Linked DNA regions of Drosophila melanogaster: region 1 is linked to region 2. Evidence: chromatin contacts called from public Hi-C data. All regions are on one chromosome and are shown on one strand. Each heading gives the region's core, a stretch centred on a gene start, on an enhancer-like site or on the middle of the called end of the contact. The rest is flanking DNA. Distances are from core to core; before and after follow the strand shown.

Region 1 (4,551 bases), core at 1,680-4,179, 210 kb before region 2:
TTTGAATTTTGTGTGTAGGCGGCCGGCGGATGGGTTTCCTTCTTCCAGAGAAGCCAACGATGCCTGGCTGAAGCTAAATGTTAAACATTTGGGGTGGCGTGTGTGGGATTTTGTTTTGTTTTTTCTTTTGAGTGTTAAATTAAGTATTAAAGGATAGTAAGCATTATTAATACACGTGGTTAATCGCAGGCTACTACTCCTGACCCTGGGCCATGGCCGCCGGATTGGTGGGCTCGTTGCCGCCGCGTTTCTTTGATCCAGAGACGATATCATCGATGCGCAGCAGCAGGATGGCCGTCTCCACGGCGGTCTTGTAGGTCTGAAGCTTGACGGCCAGCGGCTCCCAGATGTTCTTCACGTTCATGTCCACGATTTCGCCGGACTCGCCGTCGATGCCCCAGGCGCAGACACCATCGCCGGTGTGGGAGGCGTGCTTGGCGCGGAGAGCAGTCAGAGCACGGATCGTGTTGGCGCCGCAATTCTGAGCCAGTGTGCGCGGTATGATCTCTAGGGCGTGGGCCACCGCCGTGTATGGTCCCTTAACCTGCTTGCGCGTGAGCAGCTGGGAGGCAGCCATCTCAACGGCTCCGCCGCCAGCCACCAGGCGTGGCTCCAGCACCAAGTTGCGGGCCACGTGCAGGGCGTCCTGCAGGTTGCGCTCCGTTTCGTTCAAGATGTCCTTGCTGGCACCGCGCAGCAGGATGGTGCAGGCCTTGGGCTCCTTGCACTCCGTCACGAAAGTGAAGTACTCATCGCCGATCTTTTTGACTTCGAACAGTCCAGCTCCCGTGCCCACATCCTTCTCGGTTAGCTCCTCAGTGCGGTTCACGATGGTGGCACCACAGGCGCGGGCGATGCGCAGATTGTCAGTCTTACGCAGCCGACGGATGGCCGTGATGCCAGCCTTCAGCAAATAGTGCTGGGCGAGATCGGAGACACCCTTCTCAGTGAATACCAAATCCGGTTTCACGGCAATGATGTCGGCGCAGATGCGCTGCACAAACTCCTCCTCGATCTGCAGCATGCGGGTGAAGTCTTGCTCCCCGATTATCTCCACGTTGGTTTGGCTCTCGCCCTTCTTGTACTCCAGCGAGCAGTCAAGCAGCACGATGCGGGGATTCTCGATGAGGCGTCGCATCTTGGGATGCGTCACGTCTTTGTTGATCATCACGCCCTTAAGAACACACGACTCCTCGATGGCGCCACCCGGGATCTTCTCCACCTTGGCATAGCTGTGAAAGTAACAAAGTTAAAATTATTTATTCAAAAATAATATGCATAACAAATTTCGTTCTTACCGTTTAATGTCTACCTCCAGACGGCCGTTCTCACTTAGCGTCACTGTCTCGACTGCGTCCAGGGCAATCTTGACGGCAAGGTCGGACCACTTGCCAATGAACTTGGTGCCCACACAGGCCTTGACCACATCGGCCATCTTGGCCTTATCCTTGACGTCCAACTGGATGCTAAGCTGGGACTGCAGGTGGCCGACGATGTCCTCGAGGGCCTCGCGATAGGCGCGAATGATAACAGTGGGGTGGATCTGTTGCTGGAGGAAGGGCTCGGCGGCGGCCAGCATCTCGCCGGCCAGGACGATGACCGATGTGGTACCATCGCCAACCTCCTCGTCTTGTGTGCGAGCAATTTCAATCATGCTCTTGGCCGCCGGGTGCTGCACAGTGATCTCACGCAGGATGGCGTTGCCATCGTTGGTCATCACGATGCCGCCCATTGGGTCCATCAGCATCTTCAGCATGGCCTGTGGCCCCAGACATGTGCGTATCACATCGGCGATGGCCTGGAAAAAGACGTTTTAATCAACAGATGGTCGGAAAACGCGAGAACACAAAAACCCAAGACCCAGACATGTGAGTCACGCATACCTTTCCGGCTTGGATGTTCTCCAACTGCACTTTGCGGCCCGATTCTCTCTTTGTGTTTTGACCTGTCGGCGGGTAATTCGATTGCAATTGGGCTCTACGACGTGCAAATTTCATACTCACTCAACACGAGTATTGGCTGCTGTCCACCGAACATCTTTCTGGCTGTTTAATTTATTTCTGCGTGAAAACAATTGAACTCGTGCTGGCGCTGCCGCTGTTTGAAAGAGAATGAGTGAGGTTAGAACCGCCGATGACACATTATTCGAGAAGGTTCGATAGGATATTGAGCGGACCGGCTTGTTAGTTACTTCTGCCAGTTCCTTCTTCTAGTTTCTTTTCTTTCCTCACTTACTGCTAACTGACTTTTGCGATCGCTTATAAGTTTAATTCAAATTCTCCACAATTCGAAGCAGCAGCTCTCTTAAGAATCGATATCGAGAAACAGTATACTTACACTATGCAGCTTTTGTTATCGATGTCACAGAATTACATTCGTCATAACTGCGATTTTTTGAAGGCGCCTAACTTGGTTTTAAATTTTCCACCCTGAGGTTTAAGCGAAATCAAAACATTAAACTTGTAACAATAAATAATATTTTCTACGGTGTAAGTGATACTGGAAATTAATTTATATTACGAATGGATTTTAAATTTATGTTATATAGCATATTTCTATCACATCATAATTAAAATGTGGAAATTTTGAAGCCTAAAAAGCCTAACCAACTAAACTCAAAAGAAGTTAAAATATAATTTATGAAAATTGTATCACCTTCGAAAAAGAAAATGTTGGAGGATATTCTGAATATAACGGGGGAAAAGTGATTACTTGGAATGATGAGTTACATAAACAGCGTCGAACTTTTTAATATTTGAAGATCCTGTGCTGTATTCAATAAAACTGCTCAAAACGTATTAAATGGATTTCATGGTAGTTTTTATATATAAATGGAAAAACAAATAAGTTTTGCAAATACTTTAAAAGTGTAGTGTAAGCGTTTCATAAATTAAATAAATTATCGATATCGATAACAAACCGCGAGTCAGCTGTGGCCTGTTTGTTTACGATACATTTCGGCTTCAATTTGTTTTTAATAGTTATTAATTTTTTAACTAGACAACATGGAGGCCAAGAAGATATCTTTTGGCTTTAGTAAATTGTCCAAGAAACCAAACATTCTGCCCAGCAAGCAGCCGAAAGAGGAAAGCAAGGTGGAGTTGATAAAATGCTTGGAAGGAAACGAAATCATGCCAGTCGAGTAAGTTAAAATATCTTGAAATAGTTTTATACTCATATGTAATATTTAGCGAAAAGGTGGAAGCTGCTCCTCTTACCATCAAAATGATAGGCATGCAGAAGACTTCGTCCGCTTTGGCGAGTCTGATGAGGAGGCGGGCAGTTCTGCTGGGCGAGGAGGAACCGGATCCAGAGGAGGTGACTCCAGTGGCTCAGTCTATAGCAGAGGTCACCGCAGGCGGTCCAACGGAGAGTCTGGAACAGAGAGCAGCTCGGGAATTGATATCTGCCATCCAAAATAACGGTGCCGAAGGCCTAGATGACCAGAAACTTGTCCTGCCCGCCCTAAGCGCAGACGAACTGCCTCTCGATGGTGCCAAGGAGGCAACACTAGATGACTATGACAACATACCGATACAACAATTTGGCCTAGCCATGCTGCGCGGCATGGGCTGGGTTGATCCACCGCCAAAAAAGAAGGGCTCAGGACCCATCGATGATGCCCCCTTTCTGCGACCCAAAGGCATGGGCCTGGGAGCAGATAAGGCGCTCAAACCTAAAGCTCTACTGGTCCAGCCGGAGAAGAACGAGGTACTGGAGATTAAGAAGCAGGCGTACGTGCGCATTCTGGGCGGAAAGCAGAAGGATCAGTATGGCCAAATCCAAGGTTTTGATGACCATGCAGGGCGAGTAATTGTCAAAATGGCAATTGGAGGGGCCAAAGAGGCGTTCAACGAGTTCCTTTGTCAGCCCGTATCCCGCAAGGAGTACTCTCAGTATGGCAAGTGCATAAGTAAGTGGAGCCTGGAAAATGCAAATCCTTTATATTTGTGACATTTTTATATTTCTTTTACATTTACTTTCAGACACTGCCAAATACGAAGAATTCAAAAAAAATGAAAACGAGCATGGCCAGATTATTGTGAAGCAGGAAAATCCGTCAGGAAGAAGGGACAGAGACCGCAGGGAAGAAATTAGATCAGACCGGGATGAAGCTCAAAATCAAAAGAGTTCGAAGCCAGGGGACCAGAGATCTAGTAAAGAAGACTATCGCATGAAATGCAAGGAAGAAGATAAAAGGTCTTACAAATATGAAGACAAAAAAACGTACAAAGACGAACATCGCAGGACGTACAAAGACGAGCGAAAATCGTACAAGGAAGCCAAATCTAACAAAGAGGAGGTGGATCGAGAAAAGAAGTATGTGCGGAGTGGTAGCTCCTCTGTATCTAAACGCGAGGAACGTGAGCGTCGTCGTTCGCCGAGTCCCAGAGGCAGAAGCCCATCTAAGTCGAAGCGGGAAGACCGTGACCAAAAGCGTTCGCAAAGTCCCCGAAGCACCAGAAGAACAAAGAGTAGTTCAGACGAGGCAGACGATACGGGAGAGTCCACCGAGAGCGACTCCGACTCTGCATATGAACGCAGGAAGCA
Region 2 (4,197 bases), core at 54-2,553:
AGTGTTAGCATGGGCAGCCACAGCTCCTCGCAGTCTCGGGAAAACTCCCAGCCCAGAAGTACTGGAAATCGGTCGCGGGAGAGCAGCCCTAGAATGCCCAGGCCGCGGTAACAATGAAACATTTTCGTTAGCTCTGTAGTCTTAGAATGGTTTCTGTTATAATTGAGATTTGTAAAGTATTGCAGTATTCTAAACTAGTCTTTCTATTTTTTTTAATTGGATTACGCCCAAGACATCAAAAAGTTTATTTTATAATTTATCGAGCTGTTTACATGATTCTCGAAATTTGCTACATTTTTGGCTCCTTGGCCAAAAAAAAATCTTTAAGATTGACTAAGTTTGCTTGTAATACCACCTTGTATAATTATGTATAAAGATATCGTTTGTCCTATATTTTTATATTTATTTGCATATTATTTTGACAAATAAACAAAGAATAGCATGCCTTTAAGCCCTCCAGTTTTATCTGTCCTCGTTATTCTATGTGTTTGTTAATTATAAAATTTACTAATTTTCACCTAATCGAGTTATAAATAAATGTGTAATATTTTTTCATTCTAGGTCGGAGGAGATTCCTCTCGAGGACTTCCAGCACTCACGGAACAACAGTCCGCACTCTCGGGGAAACCCCTCGCCTGCCTCCCGCTCACACACACCCATCCGCGTGCTCCACTACGATCAGCTGTCCGGTCATAGCGGCTCACCACGTGAAGCGTCCCTGGGGGGAACTAACGCCCTGCTAAGCCAGTTAAATGGGCTGAACCGTGAAGTGCTCCCAACGCAGAGCTCCGAGGAGACTTCTTTTATTGGGAGCGACGGAAACGAGGCCACTGGCGGATCGGAGGGCAGGCGACGGGGGGCCATAGAGACGGTTTAAGATAGACTAGAAGTTTTAGTATTACATTGGAAGCAGCCTTATGCTTAGATTGTTGCTAAAATTTTGTTATTCCAGTTGACTAATAAGGTGGTACATACTCTAATTCCTTTTCATTTTAAATAAAAACTAATTTGACGAATTTGAGCTCAAGTCTATATATATATTAGTAAAGAAGTATGTTTTTTGAACCTTCGATAATGGAAGCCACAAATTATTGTTCTAAAATGTGGGTTTCTTATATTTCGCATATGTTCATTTTTATAACAAGGTTTTACTTTTAATTTTACTGAATTGTCTATAGACGCCAGTGCTGTTTTGTAGTCAGTTTTCAAGTAAATGTTCTATAATAATCTTTAAAATAACGGTCAATACAGGTTTAAAATTTGAGGAATGTCCCTATTGTCGGCCTTTTGTGTGAATGCCAACTGCACTTGGAAATCAGCTGTCGCTTGTTTTTGTTTCGTGACATAACCGCAATTTACTAAAACTTAGAAACTTAACTTAAATTATTTCATGAAAAGCATAGCAAACTAATATTAACTATGTCCCACAAGTACACGGAGCTGATTAAGGTCGGCACGCAGTATGCTCGCCGGATGAACTACCTCTCAAATCGCATTTTCGGCGAAGTGGCTCGCACCACAAACGAGAAGTCCATGAAGGTATGTTCTCGAAATAAATTTATTAATTAAAATGTAAACATGTTTTATCCGACCTTCCCCAGGTGGTTCGCATGTTCTCGGAGGAACCAATTCACAAACGGGACTACGTGATCAACTGGTATCCGCGGCACGTGGAGACGCACTTGCTGATGAAGAACCTTCGCGACTACGGACTGTTCCGCGATGAGCACCAGGACTTCAAGGAGGAGATGAAGCGTCTGCGCAAGCTGCGCGGCAAGGCGCCTCCCAAGAAGGGCGAGGGCAAGCGGGCCTCAAAGAAGTAGTAAAATAAATATTCTAACATCCACTTTTATTGAACCAAAGCTAGTCTTTTTAGTTGCGAGTCAGCAACTTGGCGCTGCCGGCGAACACCACCTCGTCGTTCTGCCTTATATCGTACTCCACGGTGGAAATCTTGCGAGATTGTAGCAGACGTACGGTCACCACGGTGTCGGTCTCAATACGACAGGGTTTCAGAAACTTGAAATTCTGCTCTAGAACCACGGTGCCCGGACCAGGGAGCTGGGTACCCATTATACCAGCCACCACCGCGTTGAGCAGGGCTCCATGGACGCGGCGCTCCTCGGTGGGCGTTTCCAGACTATGGATGTAGTTGTGGTCGCCGGTGAACTGGGCAAACTGCTCCAAATCGCTTTGGGAAAACCGCTTAACCACTTGCACCTGCTTCACTGCTTTGCTGCTCAGCTGTCGGAACGTTTGGGGAAGCCTTTTGCAGCTGGACAACCTCTGTGCGTGTTGCGAAATCTTGCAGCAGCAACTGACAAAGTTTAACGATGCGTTCATCGTGGGCCTTGACCCGCCACTCTTGCACCGTCCTTAGCACCGCAGGGCTCAGAAGTAAATCCCGTTCAGTCCGTTCACCAAATTCCAGTAATTGGTAAAAGAGCGCCAGGCTGTGAAGTACTATTTCCGGGTGATCAGTGCGCACAAAGAGGCCGGTTAGCAGTTTTAGCTGCTCTCTGATAAATTTGGCAGCCGTTTTGTCTGCAATAAGAATATGATGAACAAGGTTGGTTTGAAAATCAAATGTTTGCTTACCCAGGCAAAGGTTACACAATGCCGCAATTCCGTGCACTTTTAATAGCTGATCCTGTGTCTCCAGCGATGCCACAAATACATCCAAGGCGTCCGCCTCCAGGAGATGCGACCAGTTGATGGGATCGTATGCAAAATTGGCCAAATTAGCAGTCACCTGCTGCTGGGCCTCTAATAATGAAAATCAAAAATGAATTCACACCGGCAAAATGACGTGAATAAAAACCTTACCGATGTTGGTTGTCGTATAATACTCATCGACCAGGTGACCAATGTACTCCCGGCGGTCAATGCCCTGGGCAGGCGTCCTCCTCTTCAATGTCCTGTGGCTGGAGAACATAAAAAGGATGCGAAGGCAAAGCTGCGATTTGAAATCAGTCCCAAAATGCCATTCACAACGCAAACTATTCATGTTTTACCATTCACATATAAACGTGCTGAAATACATTGGGGGCAAAATAATAGCTTTCGGATTCAAAGCCACATTTATAAAAGTTATTTGTTTCATCTCATTTTTTTTTATAATGAGCAATTGGGTTGTTGTACAAAATCACACATGAATTTATTTGAAAACATAATAATTTTATTTCGAAATAATATATGACATAAATATTTTTTAGAAAACGTTAAACATTTTAATCAATTCCTTTTCCAATAAGTACATTTATACAAGAAGCGAAAAATACAATATTTCAAAGATTAATTTATTAAACCAAGTTTAGTTCTTTAAAGGTAAACCACCAGCAAAACGTCCTCATTACGCAGGCTCCTCCTCCTGACCTGAAGCCTTAACTCTCCTCCTTGCTGGGACTGTCTTTCCCCAAGAACTCTGTGTCATTGGAATTGCTGAAGTGGCTCCTGGCAGCTGCAACTGACTTTGGTGGGATGTTGAACAGTGGGTGGGTAGGCAGTAGCTCGTTAATGGTGTCGCCCAGGACCTGGGGGCTGCTGGCGCACTCCGAGTGCTGGGCAATGGAAACGCCACTAAGAGTATAGCATGTGTGGTAGAGATCCTGCGGTCTGAAAATATGGGTTTTACATTAAAAAACATCACAATGTTGGCATTAATCCCTTACTTTCCGGGTTTGTCGATAAGCCCGCCGCTCTGCTTTTGGCAGCAGAGCAGGATGTACTCCTGCAGGGCCTCCACATCGAAAAGGGTGTGCTCCATTTGCTTATCGACGCCGGATAGCGTTGCCTGCGTAATGGGAATGGTGGCTCCCACCCAGAAGGAGTAGCAGCCATCAACCAGTTTGTTGGTCCTCCCTTGGAAGCCGCCTTCGTAGGTCATCTGACGGCGCAGTGTCCATTTGAGCAAAGCCTGCCTGTCGCACTTATCAGCCTCGTTGAGCAGCGCCAGGCCCGCGATTCCGCAGAAGGTGTAGCCACCATGGGCCTCCAGACCAGGGGCTCCTCCAAATCCTCCCTCGTATGTCTGACACTGGGCTATCCAGTCGCCAGTGCCGGCAAATAGCTCCTTGATCACTGGCTCGGGAAGATTTAGCAGCTTTGCGCAGGAGATTGCGCAGTAGGCGCCACGCACATCCGTCTCACCATCCACGTGGAGCCGGAAGGAGCCGTCTGAGTCACGTACACTGAACA

Evidence for each region. Hi-C and Micro-C count contacts between places; a contact is called where the count stands out from the background.
Region 1: a contact with region 2 is called in a Hi-C map of the S2 cell line, with 3 times the contacts expected there. The contact joins the promoter of CG10324 here to the promoter of mRpS33 in region 2. A contact is called at or near these places in 24 of 107 Hi-C or Micro-C datasets (the D17-c3 cell line, the Kc167 cell line, the S2 cell line and 8 more) and 2 of 6 datasets of contacts at active chromatin or transcription factors (both in the Kc167 cell line).

The regions. Positions count from the first base shown.
Region 1 is chr3R:16,645,382-16,649,932 of dm6, reverse strand. CG10324 reads left to right here and starts at 2,929. Exons shown (of 3, transcript NM_142314.3): 1 at 2,929-3,142; 2 at 3,192-3,913; 3 at 3,987-4,551. The coding sequence starts at 3,006. It overlaps CCT3 (Chaperonin containing TCP1 subunit 3), which reads right to left and starts at 2,328. Exons shown (of 4, transcript NM_169727.2): 1 at 2,004-2,328; 2 at 1,884-1,945; 3 at 1,299-1,798; 4 at 1-1,232. The coding sequence starts at 2,037. The coding sequence ends at 194.
Region 2 is chr3R:16,433,703-16,437,899 of dm6, reverse strand. mRpS33 (mitochondrial ribosomal protein S33) reads left to right here and starts at 1,303. Exons shown (of 2, transcript NM_079656.4): 1 at 1,303-1,539; 2 at 1,602-1,855. The coding sequence starts at 1,420. The coding sequence ends at 1,823. It overlaps CG14881, which reads right to left and starts at 3,001. Exons shown (of 4, transcript NM_169718.3): 1 at 2,827-3,001; 2 at 2,599-2,766; 3 at 2,333-2,544; 4 at 1,834-2,244. The coding sequence starts at 2,935. The coding sequence ends at 1,873. It overlaps ema (endosomal maturation defective), which reads left to right. Exons shown (of 11, transcript NM_142285.2): 10 at 1-107; 11 at 562-1,020. The coding sequence ends at 877. It overlaps Fntb (Farnesyl transferase beta subunit), which reads right to left. Exons shown (of 4, transcript NM_142283.4): 3 at 3,672-4,197; 4 at 3,160-3,615. The coding sequence ends at 3,384.